Regions from separate parts of the Mus musculus genome. Here region 1 is linked to region 2. Evidence: chromatin contacts called from public HiChIP or PLAC-seq data. All regions are on one chromosome and are shown on one strand. The core of a region is the stretch at or near the end of the contact, and the rest is flanking DNA. Distances in the headings are between cores, read along the strand shown.

Region 1 (7,641 bases), core at 5,059-7,558, 150 kb before region 2:
AAATCCACCTGCCTTTGCCTCCCAAGTGCTGGGATTAAAGGCATGCGCCACCACTCCCTGCGCAGTCAGTGCTCTTAACCACTGAGCCATCTCTCCAGCCTGCATGCCTCCAACTTACTTCCTTTTTTTTGAGCCAGAGTCTCAGTATGTAGCTCTGGATGGCCTGAAACTCACTATGTAGAGCAGGCTGGCCTCAAACTCATAGAGATCCATCTTCCTCTGCCAGTGCTGAAAGTAAGGTGCGCAACACCATACCTGTTTTCTTCCTTCCTTTCATAAAGCCTTTTCTGTTCGGTTTTGAGATGCTTGCAGATTTCTAAGATGCCATTGAACTAATACAGTAACAAAAGCAATAAGCCTGGCCAAGGCAGGAAGACCTCTGAGGACAGCATGGCCTACAACGGGGAGCTCTAGGACAGACAGGGCTACGTAGAGAGACCCTGTCTCAAAAGAATAGAAAATAAAAATAAACAATGGCGTTGGAGAGATGGCTCGGTAGTTAAGAGCACTTACTACTCTTTCGTTTAGTTACCTGAACACACATTGTGGCTCATAGCCACCCATCAATCTTGCTCCAAGGCATTTGCTGACACCATCTTCTGCTGTCCAAGAGCACCTGGAACACGTGTGGTACACATACATCTGTACAGGCAAAATACTCATACACATAAATAAAAATAAATCTTAAAAAATATTATCAATTATCACATAAGAGAATATGATCTATAGTTGATATGATTGAACAATTAGGAAACTAAACAAACAAACAAACAAACAAAAAAAAACTACACAAAGAAGTAGCCAAAATTGATAGGCAGTTTTAGAAAAAAAAATTTTGGGGGGGTTATTTCGAGACATTGATGTGAATGTGTCAGATCACCTGGAACTGGAGTTACCAATAGTTGTGAGCTGCCATGTGAGTGCTGAGAATTGAACCCGAGTCCTCTGAAAGAGCAGCCAATACTCTCAAACATGACTTTTTCTACCATATTCCTCTCTCAAATTGGCCTCAATATCCATGTATCTACAGTTTGTTTTAGGCAATCTAGAATTTTAAAGTCATGTTTCTCAACAGAGTTCTAGCCTCTACCTGTTTAAAAGATGTAGTTTAGATGTTTTTCACAATAACACTCTTCTCCTGGTGTATAACTGTATTAGTTTCCTATTGTAACTAACACATCACTCCCAAAACTGGTCACATAAAAGAGAAATTTGACCAGTGAGTGTGTTTGTGCACACCTTTAATCTCAGCACTCAGGAGGCAGAGGAAGACATGGATCTCTGTGAGTTCAGGGCCAGCCTGGTCTACATTGAAAATTCCAGGCTAACCAGGGTTACATTGTGTGATCCTGCCTAAAAAATTATTCAGAAATTTAAGGTTGGGGATGTAACACTTGCCTAGCATGTAGGAGGCCACTCAGCCAATCCCTAGCATGCAGAAACAAACACAAAAAAAGAAATTAACGTTGTCATAGCTAGAGTCTATAAATCCAAAATCAATACCAATCAGCCAAGATTAGAACATTGACTGGGCCAGTGTCCCTCCAGGAGCCTTAAGGGAATCTATTCTTGTTTTGTCTAACTTCTGGTGGCTGTTGGCTGTCCTTGGCCTATGAGCACATAACCATAATCTTTGTCTCTGTAGTCACATTTCTCCTCTTCCATTTGTGCCACCTAGTTCTGTCCCTTTCCGGTGATTTGTATTTAGGACCCAGCTGGATAATTCAGCATAATTTCTCCATCTCAAAATGCTTCATACAGTCACAATGGAAAAACCTTTTTTTTGTGTGTGTGTCATATGAGGACAATTGACCTAGGGATTAAGACATGATCTCTATTGGGGGCTGTATTACCTCAGTGAGAAAAGAATGTGTATTTCAACATGGGGGAACAGAGCCAAGAAAAGTCAGAAATTAGCCGGGCGTGGTGGCTCACACCTTTAATCCCAGCATTCAGGAGGCAGAGGCAGGTGGATTTCTGAGTTCAAGGCCAGCTTGGTCTACAAAGTGAGTTCCAGGACAGCCAAGGCTATACAGAGAAACCCAGTCTCGAAAAAACCAAAAAAAAAAAAAAAAAGAAACCTCAGAAATTAAGTTGCATTTTTTTAGCACTATGCAAAAACAACAGAAGAGGGAGCTCTGACACTTGAAAATCTACTCTGAACCCCACCTTCTTCAGAAAGTTCAGGAACATTAATATAAAGAAGGGCAAAAGAAATGTACAGGGCATATCCCACACAGTTGTAAGAATGGGAGAGTAAGGCAGTAGATGCCATTATTAGAGACAGTGAAGGCATGCCAGAGATACTAGCTCAGAACAGAGCAAAATCGTAGCCACAAATGACACAAAGCAAATAAACACAATATGTGGTTGATAGCTTAAGAGAAACAGGAGGCAGCACTTGGTAGGCTGAGGTAGGGGGATTGCATGTTCAAGTCCAGTCTGTTCTACAAAGTGAGTTCAATGTTATCCTGTGGAATATAATAAAACTCAAAAAGAGAACTAGAAAGGTAACAGGAAAAGTATGTTTATTTTTTATTTGGTGTTTTTAGACATGGTCTTTTTTAAGATTGATTTATTTTATTTTATGTATATGAGTACACTGTAGCTGTACAGATGGTTGTGAGCCTTCATGTGGTTGTTGGGAATTGAATTTAGTACCTGCTCACTCACTCCTGCTCACTCACTCCTGCTTGCTCCAGCCCAAAGCTTTATTTATTATTATAAATAAGTATTCTGTAGCTGTCTTCAGATGCACCAAAAGAGGGTGTCAGATCTCATTATGGGTGGTTGTGAGCCACCATGTGGTTGCTGGGATTTGAACTCAGGGCCTTCGGAAGAACAGTCTTACCCACTGAGCTTTCTCGACAGCCTCCTCTAGACATGGTCTTACTACAGCCTGGGCTGTCCTAGAACTCACCTTGTAGAACAGAGTGGCCTCAAACTTGGAGATCTGCCTGCTTCTGTCTCCCTAGTGCTGGGATTAAAGATGTGCACCATCACTGCCCTGCTCAGTGGGTGAGAGTATTGGCTGCTCTTTCAGAGGACTCGGGTTCAATTCTCAGCACTCACATGGCAGCTCACAACTATTGGTAACTCCAGTTCCAGGTGATCTGACACATTCACACCAATGCACATAAAATTAAAAACAAACAAAAAAAACAGTCATAGAGTTGGAAATGTAGTTCAGTGGTAAAGTGCTTACCTTGTATGAGTGAGGCCCTGGGTTCTAACACACACACACACTCACAGTAGCCAGGAGCCAAGCCAGAGTGGTAGTTCAGAACACAGAAAGCAGAGGCAGAGTTCAAGGCTACATGGGTTTGAGATCAACATAGACTACATAATATTAATAATCAGGAATATTAAAATAGCCATTGTAACTCCATTCCACAAGTTCAAAGGAGATTTTGAAAGACCAAATTTAAAAAAAAAATGCAATGAGTTGGATCATATTAACAGCACGTTCAATTTTACAGATGCAAAACTTAGGGGATTTGAACATAGTAGTAGAAACTGTTCAAACTGGAGTGCAGAAGGTAAAAGAACAGAAACTGAACAGAGTTTCAAGCTGTGTGATAAATTCAAGTCTGTGTTGTGGGGATGGAGAGTGTCTTAGGGTTTTACTGCTGTGAGCAGACACCATGACCAAAACAACAACGTTTAAATGGGGCTGGCTTACAGGTTCAGAGGTTCAGTCCATTATCATCATGGTGGGAACATGGCAGCATCCAGGCAGGCATGGTGCAGGAAGAGCTGAGTGTTCTACATCTTCATCTGAAGACTGCTAGCAAAATACTGGCTTCCAGGCAGCTAGGATGAGGGTCTTAAAGCCCACACCCACAGTGACAGTTCCTTCAACAGGGCCATACCTACTCCAACAAGCTCATACCTCTGAATAGTGCCACTCTATGAGGCTACAGGGGCTCAAAATTTCACAATGTCTCTTCTACATTAAGGGAGAAAGACCCTAGTGCCCCTCCCAAAAGAGTTTGCAGTGAGCTAGACAATAAAAATGTGTTTGTAGCTGCTCTCATTGCAGTCATTGGTGGAGTATGTGTAAACATTTCTGAAGGTGGACTTTGGAAGAATCAGAGATATTTAAGGAGGGAAGGCAGGGTGTGGGCAATGCACACCTTTGGCTCCAGCACTCTGGAGGCAGAGCAGGGAGGTCTCTGTGGGTTTTAAACCAGGGTTGTCTACATAGAAAGTTCCATGCCAGCAAAAGTTGCACGCAGGGGCTGGAGGCAGGGAGTCCCCTGAGATTGTTACAGACAGCAGGAATGGATCCAGATGAGGTAAGAATGAAACTTGATTCCGCTTGACTTTAGTTAGCGACTGCTAGGTCAAAACTTCTGGAGTCTGACACCAATATGTCTTTACCTGTTTAAACACAGTAAAACTTTGGGGAAAAGTTTCCACATAACAATTATTACAACAAAACTTTAGGCATGGCTTTATTGGAACTCCCTTGTATAATAGGACATCTCTTTAGGAAAGCACCTATGACCTTTACCATAAAGATGGGCTCTACTGACAGAGAAACAGTGCTCAGGAGTCTGGGCCTAGGGAGGGAAGGTTTGTAACAAGCACAAGAGCAAACTCATTTGCAAAGTGCATAGGACCTCTTTCATGAGGACTGAGAAACAGTACTTAGTATTATTGACTGAGAAACAGTACTTAGTATTTTGGGGGATTCTGTGAGGGCTGGCTTTACAGAATAGCAAAGATTACCATTCACAGCTTTCTGGATGGAAAATAGGTGTCAATTTCTTCTGTTGAAGAAAAAGGCTTGGGTATTTAACAATTCTGATTTTTCTAGCGCTTTTCTGTGAGCTCCTGTCCACTACTGCTGCATATTGAGATTGTGTCTCCAAAACCAAACTTGTAGAGTTTGCATTGCTTGCTGTATGGTGGTGCAAGCCTTTAGTCCTAGTACTTGGGAGGCAGAGACCGGATCTCTGTGAGTTTTGGGTCCAGTGTGGTCTACACAGTGAGTTCTAGGACGGCTAGGGCTACATAGTGAGACCCTGTTTCAAAAACAACAAAACAAAAGTTTGCATTGCTCTCTTCTCCAGTTGGAAGGAAAACAGCAAAACCAAGTTTCCTTACTAGAGCAAGGCTTGCATGCAATAAACCAGAGGTTTAAAGGGTTAAAATGAGAGAGAGAGAGAGAGAGAGAGAGAGAGAGAGAGAGAGAGAGAGAGAGGTGTAATGGCAAGCAGCTGTATCCTTGTAGTCAGGCATGAGGACTGCAAGCCTGCAAGGCTGAGGCTAGTCTAAATTACTTTATGATTTCTAGGCCCACCTGGGCAATTCAGCAAGAGCTTGGGTGAAGGCAAACAGACAAAAGACAGATGACAAAAAATCAGTAAAGTGAAACAAAGAACAAAACCAAGCTAAGCAGTTGCCTTTGCAACACGGCAGCCTCTCCTTGCACTCAGCTTAGACTTCAAGGCTGCTACAACATTAAAGCTGTAATGTCAAGGTTTTGAGGAACAAAGAGGAGAATCTTGTGCTACTGACTGGACAATACAATTGATGTAAAATATTATATGCTTCACTTTATGGACTACAAGATGGCTCATTCTGATAAAGCTGGTGAGAAACAAAACAAACAAACAACAACAACAGTGTTTAGTGGCTCCCTTGCTTTTTGCTGCCTGTGGGAGGATTGCAATTTGAATTAAGAATTGGAAACACAACAAACCTCCATTAGTAATGATTTCCATGTACTGCTGCTCCATGCAAAAGAGAAACAAAAGGAAAAGACTAGAAGTCTCCACATCACAATCCACTGTTCAAATCTTCAAAGGAGCTTTGCTAATGTGTTCTTGTTGCCCTGAAATGTCTGGTCTCAGTGGCTGGAGGTTTTACAGACTCACATGCGTGTTTTGAGTGGGTCTGTTTGGACTTTCTGACTGACAAGATCAACAGGACTTTTAGGAAAACCTGGTCTGTTACTTGTGCCTCAAACACAGTTGTCTGGCCCTCCTTATGTGTCTGCTTTCCTGCCATGGGAATTAAGCCACTGCATTTTTAACGTCTTGGATTGCCCGGTAGTGGTGGCGCACGCCTTTAATCCCAGCACTTGGGAGGCAGAGGCAGGTAGATTTCTGAGTTTGAGGCCAGCCTGGTCTACAGAGTGAGTTCCAGGACAGCCAGGACTACACAGAGAAACCCTGTCTCAAAACACCAAAACCAAAAAAAAAAAAAAAAAAAAAAAAAAGTCTTGGATTGACAGATCAAAGCTCCTTGATTTAAGTCAGCTGAAACTGGATAGTGTGTCCTGTGCTGCTTCTTCCTCTATGAAGCAGGCCAGAAATGAAAGGTCACCTCAACAACAGCACTCAGCCTGACATAGACTCTGTGGGGCCATCAATGACAAAAATATGGATGCTGATGGAACTGACTGGGTTACAGACAAATCCTAACAGGAAAGGGCATATTCCCAGGATACTATCTGAAATTGCAGTGCTGAGTGACTCTAGAATCTGCTAAAAGATAAATTGCATTCCTAACCCGTGGTTCCTCTCTTGTGGGAGGACACATCACATGGAATTTGATCCCCGTACTCATTTCTCACATATCAGACTTGGGACCCCCCTTGGATATGTCTCTTCACTGTTGACTTGTATTTTGTTTGTAGATTAGTTACAGCTCACACTAAGGGACTGATAGCCTCTCCGTTGCCTCTTTCCTGGGATGCACACTTTCTTAAGGTATGATTATCTATAGCAAGGGGCTGTAGTGTCCTTTTTTTTTTTTCTGTCTTCTCCCTGGGCAAATGATCAGGACAAAATGAATGGGAAGTTAAAGAAACCTGTTGTAAAACCATCTTGGACTCTTCTTGAGCAACTCTTGAACATTAATATGTCTTTCCCACTAAATTGCATAAGGGTGTTTTCCAGTAACAGTTAGATGACTGGGAAATTTGAAGTTAGAATTACAGAGAAACTGACTGCTTTTGTAACAATGGAGTGAAGTGGGAAATCCTGGGAGGCTCAGCAGAGGAGAGAACCAATGCTAAGCTTCATTTTTTTTCCAGACCTCCTACTCAAATTTCTCCCTTCTTTCTGTAGAAAAATGCTTGCCTGATGCCTTGTTTCCAATCTGCTGTTGAGCACTCTATATCAAATACAGCCTACAAGCCTCCCATCACTCACAGCGGGCCGCACAGAGATGAGACAGGAGTGATGCTTACAACCACTCTTAGCACACAATCCATGATGCATGGGGAAGGTGGGACCAACGTGATGGATAAGCCAAACTGATGGGACCTGCCTATCCTTAGACAGTTTCTCTGAAGCCAATAATTAAACTGAATTATATGGACTGAAATGGGTGGCAGGCTCCTCTGGAAATTAATACCTAGCCAGTGTACATCGTGCTTTGTGTACCCTCTAGACTTCCTGCTTGCATGTGCCTATGCTGGTCTTGCCTTGGCACTGGCGAGAATTCAGATGTAGTTCAACTTACTGATAAGAATTTGCCTGAGCCAGAAAAAAAAAGACAAAAAAAAAAAGAAAAAGAAAAGAAAAGAAAAGAAAAGAAAGAAAGAAAGAAAGAAAGAAAGAAAGAAAGAAATTTAAGAAGGAAGCCACTAGCTTTCTAGGGCAGAGTTTTGTAGTTGATGCCATA
Region 2 (7,283 bases), core at 3,425-5,924:
TTTGTCAAGAATATTCTTCCCCAGATAGCTCATGGCTTGATTCACCCAATAAACTGACTCAAATGTCACTTGTCTGAGAGTGGGAGTTTGAGGCCTTCTGTGTGGCCTCCAGTACCTACGTATTATGTGTATGGATGATTTGCCTGCATGTATGTCTGTATAGCACTTGTGTGCTTGGTGTTCAGAGGCCAGGAGAGGGAGTCAGATACCCTGGCACTGGAATTATAGAAGCTTGCGAACTGCTATGCAGGCTCTGGAAATAGAACCTGGGACTCCTGAAAGAGTAATAAATGCTCTTCACTGCTGAGCCATCTCTTTAACTACAGCACTATCTATATTTCAAGCTTCTCACCCAAAGTAGTTCTTCCCTACACAAAAACAAAACTTGGAGCCCACATTTTCTCTACTCACCACTACCCACATAGATAAGTTTTGACCATCCCTTCATTTGTTTCTAGCATAATTCATTCAAAAGAAACTGTGCTTTACACTATTTTAGTTACCCACAGTATAAGCTTTTTCCTTTACACTGCCTGTAACTTGGGCTAGGGACATAGAGTTCAGTAATAGAGCTCTTGCTTACTACACAGGAGACCTTGGCTTCAAGTCTCAGCCCTGTAAAAAACTGTAAGTGATACTTATTATCTGACTGTAAAAGACAATGAGCGTGAGAAAGAAAGGCATTTCACAGTACAATTTAACAGGTACTAAGATGGTAGATAGAGAAAAAATTAGAAGATGGCTGGTATGATAGCTCAGTGGGTGCTTGTCACATGAGCCTGGGGATCTGAGTTCCATTCATGGAGTCCCTGGAAGGATAGCATCAACTCTACAAAACTATGCTCTGATCTACACATGGATGCTATAGCACATATGTCCACAGACATGCACATATACACACTAATGGTCATTTTTTTAAGTAGAAGGGGGTGCAATTCAAGAACACTAGGAGTTGCAATTTTGAAGTTAGATCACAGAAGAACTTGTTCAGGGAGCTTGTTATTTATGCAAGACAATCAAGTATTGAGAAAAGAAACCACATGGAGAAAGTGCTGCAGAGCAGACAGACACCAGTAGCTACTGAATGCTCCCAAAGGTGGGAAATGCTTAAAGCATGTGTTAGGGCTAGGGAGGTGGCTCAGTGGACAAGAACATTTGCTGCTCAAGCATAAGAATGGGAATTGGATCCCTAGTACCAATGGAAAAACTCACACACCTCTGACCCCGGCATGGGTGCTTGCTGAAGCCAAAAAATGGCAAGCTTTAGGTTTGGTGGAGACCCTATTTCAAGAGAAATAAATAAAGCAGACAGCAATAGAGGAAGGCATTGTCTCTGCATGTGTGGGTACAGGCACATGAAGTTCAGAGAGGGGAGAGACCAACAAATGAGCAGGAAAATGAGCAGATAGTTAAGTGAGAAGCAGCTTCTTAGACTGTTAACTGATTCTTAGGTTGAAATCTCACGGATGTGGTCACAGATGTATGTACATGAGATTTCAACATAGTTCTAGAAATGTAAGCTTCTAAGACTCTTCTGTTGTTTACTGCTATATTCTCAACATTAACCACAGAACCTGGTATACATAAGATACTCAATAAATGTATGAAGGAATAATATAAAAAGTACTTATTGAGTGTTTAGTATGACACCCTGGCTGAACTTTGCATCCTCAGTTTTCTTAGTCTGAGCCCCGAAGAGGAAGGTAGTATGTTTTTCTAAGTACCATCCCAGGTAGCCACAGGGAAAAGGGTAGAGTATTAAAATTTGTGATGTCTATTTATTATTTTTTCTGTTTGTTTTATACACAGAGATTTGTTTTATCACCCAGAGTTGCTTCAAATTCATGATCCTCCTGCTTGATTCTCTAGAATCCTGGGATTACAGGTGTGAACTACCATATCTGGCTTTTATATATTTTGTGTATGTGTTTGTGTGATGTGTGATATGGATAGAACCTAGGGCTTCACACATGCTAAGCAAATGTTCTTACCACTTCCCTGTACCCTTAGCCAATGTAGTGGCTTTAGATACTATCCTCTTGGAATGCACTCACTCTGTGAGGAGAGAACTCTTTCGGTCAATGAACTTGAGTGCTTCAGCCAGTGTCAGTTCCAGGAAAAAACCATATCCCAGGGCCACATAGATGCGTGAAGTATCTGGGCTGAGGAAAGAGGTCAGAGGAAGTGGAAGAAGTCTTTATTACTATTTAGCACACTGTATGGTTTAAGGTGTTTCCTATTCCTTCCTGTTTCTCAAAATGAAGGCTCTGTAAAGGCAGATACTTTGTGTTCATTTTGGCCACACCCACAACATGTTGCTCATATCCTAATGAAATATAAAAGCTACTAGAGCCTTGTATATAGAAAATACTAAGAAATACTTGTTCCATGAAAAAAGGGAGAAACTCAGGAGGGGAGAGAATATACTCACACCACTGTGTCAACGAAGAAGTTACAGCCCAAATCCACCTGCATATATAACTCCGAGTGATTAGTTTCCTATAGGGCCAGGAGAAAAGAGGTAGGTGTCAGCGGGCAATTTTAAAGGCAGATAAGGTTTTGTTCTTGGGGTTTCTTCCCGCCTCCCTTCTTTGTACACATACACAAAGTGGTACCCAATTTAAAAACCTTTACCTGGAGTCGCTCAATGACATTTCTTAGTTGAAGATATACGGACAGCTGCTCATATACCTTGTCTCGATGATCCAGCACCTTTCTGATATGTAGAAATACAACAGTGAACATTAGGCAGCCTTATTCCTCTTGAGATGCCAGGCATTTTAAGTCAGGTTGTGGTTGACATGGATGTAATTCATGGGCTGAGGCAGGAGGATTCTGAGCTCAAGACCAGCTTGTGCTACATCGTGAGATCCCGTGCTCCCCTCCTCCAAAACACACACAATGGGGTATAGACAGAGACACAGCAGGCATTTCAATAAATACAGGTCAGACTGTAGTTCAGCCTGACCTCTACCTCTTACTAGGAATGTGACTATGGAAAGTAGAAAACCTACCTAGGATTAAGTTTCTTCACATAGAAAACAGAGATGGCCGTAGTAGCACATAAGAGTCATTAGAATCGAGTGTTTACTACAAAGTGTTTTAAATGCTAGCCAAATGGTAAGCATTATATACTTGTTACCTATTATAATTATAAATATTACATTTTATTCAGTGACTTATGCCAATTAAAATGTCCCATCTTCACCCTAAATGTACCTCTCCATCTCTTTTAGCATGCTCACACAGTCCTAGTTCTAAATACCTAACTTTCTATTCAGATTAGTAATGACAGCAATAGCAATCATCCAGTTGTTGAGTCTTTAGTGTATTTCAGGCACTGGGGTCAAATTCCTTTCCTAAAACAACTATTTAGGTTATTTGTTTTATTACCCAAGACAATATCTGAGTTTCTCAGGCTAAGTATTGAATTTGTAAACACACCAAACAATTCTTTCCTCTCAGCCTCAATATAATAATAGTGGGGTTTATCTGCATTTTTAAAATGTGTTCTTACTTGCATTTATGTGTTTATTTTGTGTACATGTATGGGTGCCATGATACATACCTGGAGGTCAGAGGTCAGGTTTTTGGGAGTCTTTCTTTCTTCCACCATGTGGGTCCCAGAGATCTAACTTAGGGCATGGGGTTGGAGGCAAGCCATCTTGCTGGCCCTAGTTTGCTTGTTTTGAGACATAATCTCAAAGCCCAGGCTATACACAACCTCGAATGTAGGTGAAGATCACCTTCAACTCTGGGTCATCCTGCTCCTGACACTATCCCAAGTACAGCAATTGCAGGCCTGTGTCACCACACTGGATTTTTTTTAAAATAGAATATTGTTCTATTTTCAAGGCTGGCTTGTAATCCTGGCTAAACAAGTGAATTTTCCCATCTCTCCACTAGAAGTGGCACACACCATGGAGCTTGAGCCTGGCTTTATTCTATTTTTTTCTCCCTTTGAGAAAGTTAGTCTGTAGCCCAGACTGGTTCTCAGCTTTACAAAGATCCTCCTGCTTCTGGCTCCCAAGTGCCGGAGTTGACACATTTAAAACTCAAACACCACGTTAAGAAGGCCTAATAAACTTTTCCATTTCACAGATGAATAAAGTTCACAAAGGTGAAGTAAGGTACAACTTGTTCATAAATATTGGTTAAATGGCCTAGTCAGAAACACCCTGTGTTCGGAATGACTATTTTAAACCAACAAACAAGGTCAGAGCTCTGCTAAAGGGACAAGTTCCAACCACATCTCAGCCCAGAAGTCAACCCTATTCCCAGAAGTCTGGGCGGCCAATCCGAAAGTTTGGTCGGCATTCTGTCCCACCCACCACGTGAAATTTCTCAAACGTCACGCCTCCCACGTTGTCACTCACTGCAAGTCTCGCTGCAGTACGTCACTGATAAAGGTCTCGTACCGCAGCACTTTCTCCCCCACCGTATCCAAGGCCCGCCGTTTCGGGGGCGTCGCCATGACGGGCACCTGGGGGAGTAAAGGGGGGGGCACGTTGAGCGCTCTATTTAAACTTCACAAAATTCTCTCCAGCCACTCAACGTTGGGGATGACTTCTTTCGGCTCGAGCTACGGAGTTGCTTCTGCCCAACCCGATTTTGGAACTCGTTCACTCACCGGTACAGGAGTACGGCGTTTACCGTAGGGCCACCGGCAATAACTGTTAGTATGAGCCGCGGCTTCCGGGTGGCGCGGATGGATGATGTAATTTCCAGCAAGGGAGCCAACCAAATCGATGGGAGGGGCGGTCCGGCGTGTGGGAAGATGCACTTAGGGGAAGGGCTGCAGGCGGGGCCTGAGTGAATCCTTGGAGGTAGCAGGATCCTATGGATCTAGATGGGCCTGGCACGCCGCGGTCTGCCAGCAGGCGGATCGTCGCGAGCTGGCGGGAGACTGGTTTGGGTGACGTTCAATGAGATTTGGCGGGTTCTGAGGGAGGGTGGACTTACAGGAAGGTAGGGAGAGGGAGTTAAGTGTTTATAATTAGTAATTTGAAGTGTGTGTGTGTGTGCGCGCGCGCGTTGGTACTGAACTTATAGGCAGTTGTGAGCTACCATGATGTGGGTGCTGATAATGGAGTTTACATTCTCTGCAAGTTTTATGTGTTTTTAACTGATGAGCCATTTCTGTATTCCCCCCTCCTTACTCTTACATTTGTTTTCCTATTTTATGTGTTTTGTCTGCATGTTTATGGACTACATGCGTGCATTGCCCACAAAGGCCAGAAGAAGTTGTGGGATTCCCTGGAACTGGAGCAACCAACAGTTTGTGTGCACCATGTGGGTAATGGGAATCGAACCTGGGTCCTCTATAAGACTGGCCAGTGCTCTTAACTACTGAGGTATCTATATAGTCCCTATTTTTTTCTTTTAGAAACATTTCTATTCTTTGAGAGTTTCATAGATGTATGCAATATATTTTCATCATCTCCACTCCCTTTTCCCTCCAACTCCTCCTAGACTCCTCCTACCACATTTTCCTCCAATTTCATATTCTCTTTAAAACAAACAAACCAAATCAAAACCAAAAGAACTCACTGAGACCACTTAAGCATTTAATAATTTTAAAAGCACAAGAGTGCCTATAGACCAGCAAGGATTATGGTACTAATCTATAAGGAAGGCAGTATATCCTGTGGGGATCTGTTTGAAAAAAATATATGTTGCACACATTGTTTGGTTTTCACCCTCCATAAAGGGAATGAATAAGAGCACATAAAAATGTTTAAATGGAGACAAATTTTAAGAAATTTATCTTGAATGAATTTCTGCTTGGTGGCATGCAGTCCATGATGAGGGCTACAGAGAAACCTTGTCCCCCAAACCAAAACCAAAATTTGATGTTACATGTATTTAAAAGTAAATTTGATGTGCTTAAAGCAGATATTAGGAAGCTATATAATATTAGTTAATCTTTATTTGCTAAGGAGAACAGTTTAGATAGACTAGAGTTGGGTCTGTTAAGTTTATTAACATATTTCATGTAATTTTTCTTTAATTTAAAAGATACTTTTAGGTTATCCAAATGGCTCACTGGTTAAACGGTGCTAACCAGTCTGACAGCCTGAGTTCACTCTGCACGGCGGCTTGTAGGTTACTGCTGTTCCTGACATAGAGATAGCAAACTTCTTTTTTACAATGGGAGGTAGTTACTAAAGAAGATTCATAACTGGTTCAACTGCAAGGAATGTGTCTGTTGCTGTGGTAGAGCTGCTCAAGGTGGTAGAAAGTAATAATCACCTATATTATTCTAAGTCTTAGAGAATAGAAGGCAAAGTGGGAAGAATGTGAAAGCTGCAGGAAGGGAGCATTGTCTCACGATTTACACTGTTGGGCATGACCATTGCTATTTTGAATAAGAGCAGATGTGATCACTATTCATCAAACATTTACCCCTTCCATACATAGTTCTGAGCATTTTACATATATCAACTCATTGTGTTCCTCTGAGGTGTCTGACTGTGTAGCACAGTTACACATAGTCTGGACTGCTTTCCCCATGTCCAGACTAGAAAGAAATATAACCAGGGTTTCATTTTCACACTTCAATCTTGGTCCATCTAGAGTATGGATATATGTAATAAGGTATGGGCCCAATTTAATATTTATCTACAGCTTTATTTTTCAGTTAGAGTCTTGTCATATAGCCAGGCTGGCATTGAATTCACTGTCTAGTCCATGCTGGCCTTGAACTTAAAATCTTTTACCCTAGCCTTTCAACTTCTGGCATTGCAGATGTAAGGCACCAAGTCAAACTTAATCTGTTTGCAAACGTCTGTGTTTAACGGGTAGAATGATGTCTAGATATATAGCCACAGAATATGTTTGAAAAAATTTTACATATATAATTAAGGATCTTGAGGTGGGGGGTCATTCTGAGTTAAACAAATGGCCCCAAACCAATGAGAATTTTTTTTTTTTTTTGGTTTTTCGAGACAGGGTTTCTCTGTGTAGTCCTGGCTGTCCTGGAACTCACTTTGTAGACCAGGCTGGCCTTGAACTTAGAAATCCGCCTGCCTCTGCCTCCCAAGGGCTGGGATTAAAGGCATGTGCCACCACTGCCCAGCGAGAAATATTCTTATAAAACAAAGAGAAAGACATAGGAGATGGTGTGAAAACTGAAAACTGGCAGACATTAGGGTCATTGTTATTATTTATATACGAGATGTCTTCTCTAAAGGCTCATATGCGTTATGGTTGATCCATCGCAGGTGACAATATTGAGAAGTGATTGATCATGATGACTTCTTCAATGGATTAATTCATTGATA

The links. HiChIP or PLAC-seq counts read pairs in DNA pulled down with a chosen protein or histone mark.
Region 1: a contact with region 2 is called in an H3K27ac HiChIP or PLAC-seq map of embryonic stem cells, with 3 times the contacts expected there. The contact joins the enhancer-like site here to the promoter of Uxt in region 2. A contact is called at or near these places in 18 of 39 promoter capture datasets (the 3T3-L1 cell line, 3T3-L1-derived adipocytes, the C10 cell line and 13 more), 1 of 15 datasets of contacts at CTCF or cohesin (CD8 T cells), 6 of 484 Hi-C or Micro-C datasets (cerebral cortex, embryonic fibroblasts, embryonic stem cells and 3 more), 17 of 115 datasets of contacts at active chromatin or transcription factors (the SCID.adh cell line, T-cell acute lymphoblastic leukemia, acute myeloid leukemia and 10 more) and 4 of 9 other capture datasets (adipose tissue, embryonic stem cells, liver and 1 more).

What each region holds. Positions count from the first base shown.
Region 1 is chrX:20,802,378-20,810,018 of GRCm38.p6, forward strand. It overlaps a transcript of Araf not described here. Among named protein-coding and RNA genes, the nearest start is that of Gm26065, 5.8 kb to the left of the region's middle. Within about 2 kb of position 6,309, at least 6 of the 459 cell types and tissues checked have an H3K27ac peak or open chromatin away from gene starts, as enhancers often do.
Region 2 is chrX:20,957,304-20,964,586 of GRCm38.p6, forward strand. It overlaps Uxt (ubiquitously expressed prefoldin like chaperone), which reads right to left and starts at 4,675. Exons shown (of 7, transcript NM_013840.3): 1 at 4,631-4,675; 2 at 4,377-4,483; 3 at 2,635-2,716; 4 at 2,432-2,499; 5 at 2,055-2,162. The coding sequence starts at 4,474. A230072C01Rik (RIKEN cDNA A230072C01 gene) reads left to right here and starts at 4,373. Exons shown (of 6, transcript NR_027445.1): 1 at 4,373-4,409; 2 at 4,547-4,675; 3 at 5,234-5,354.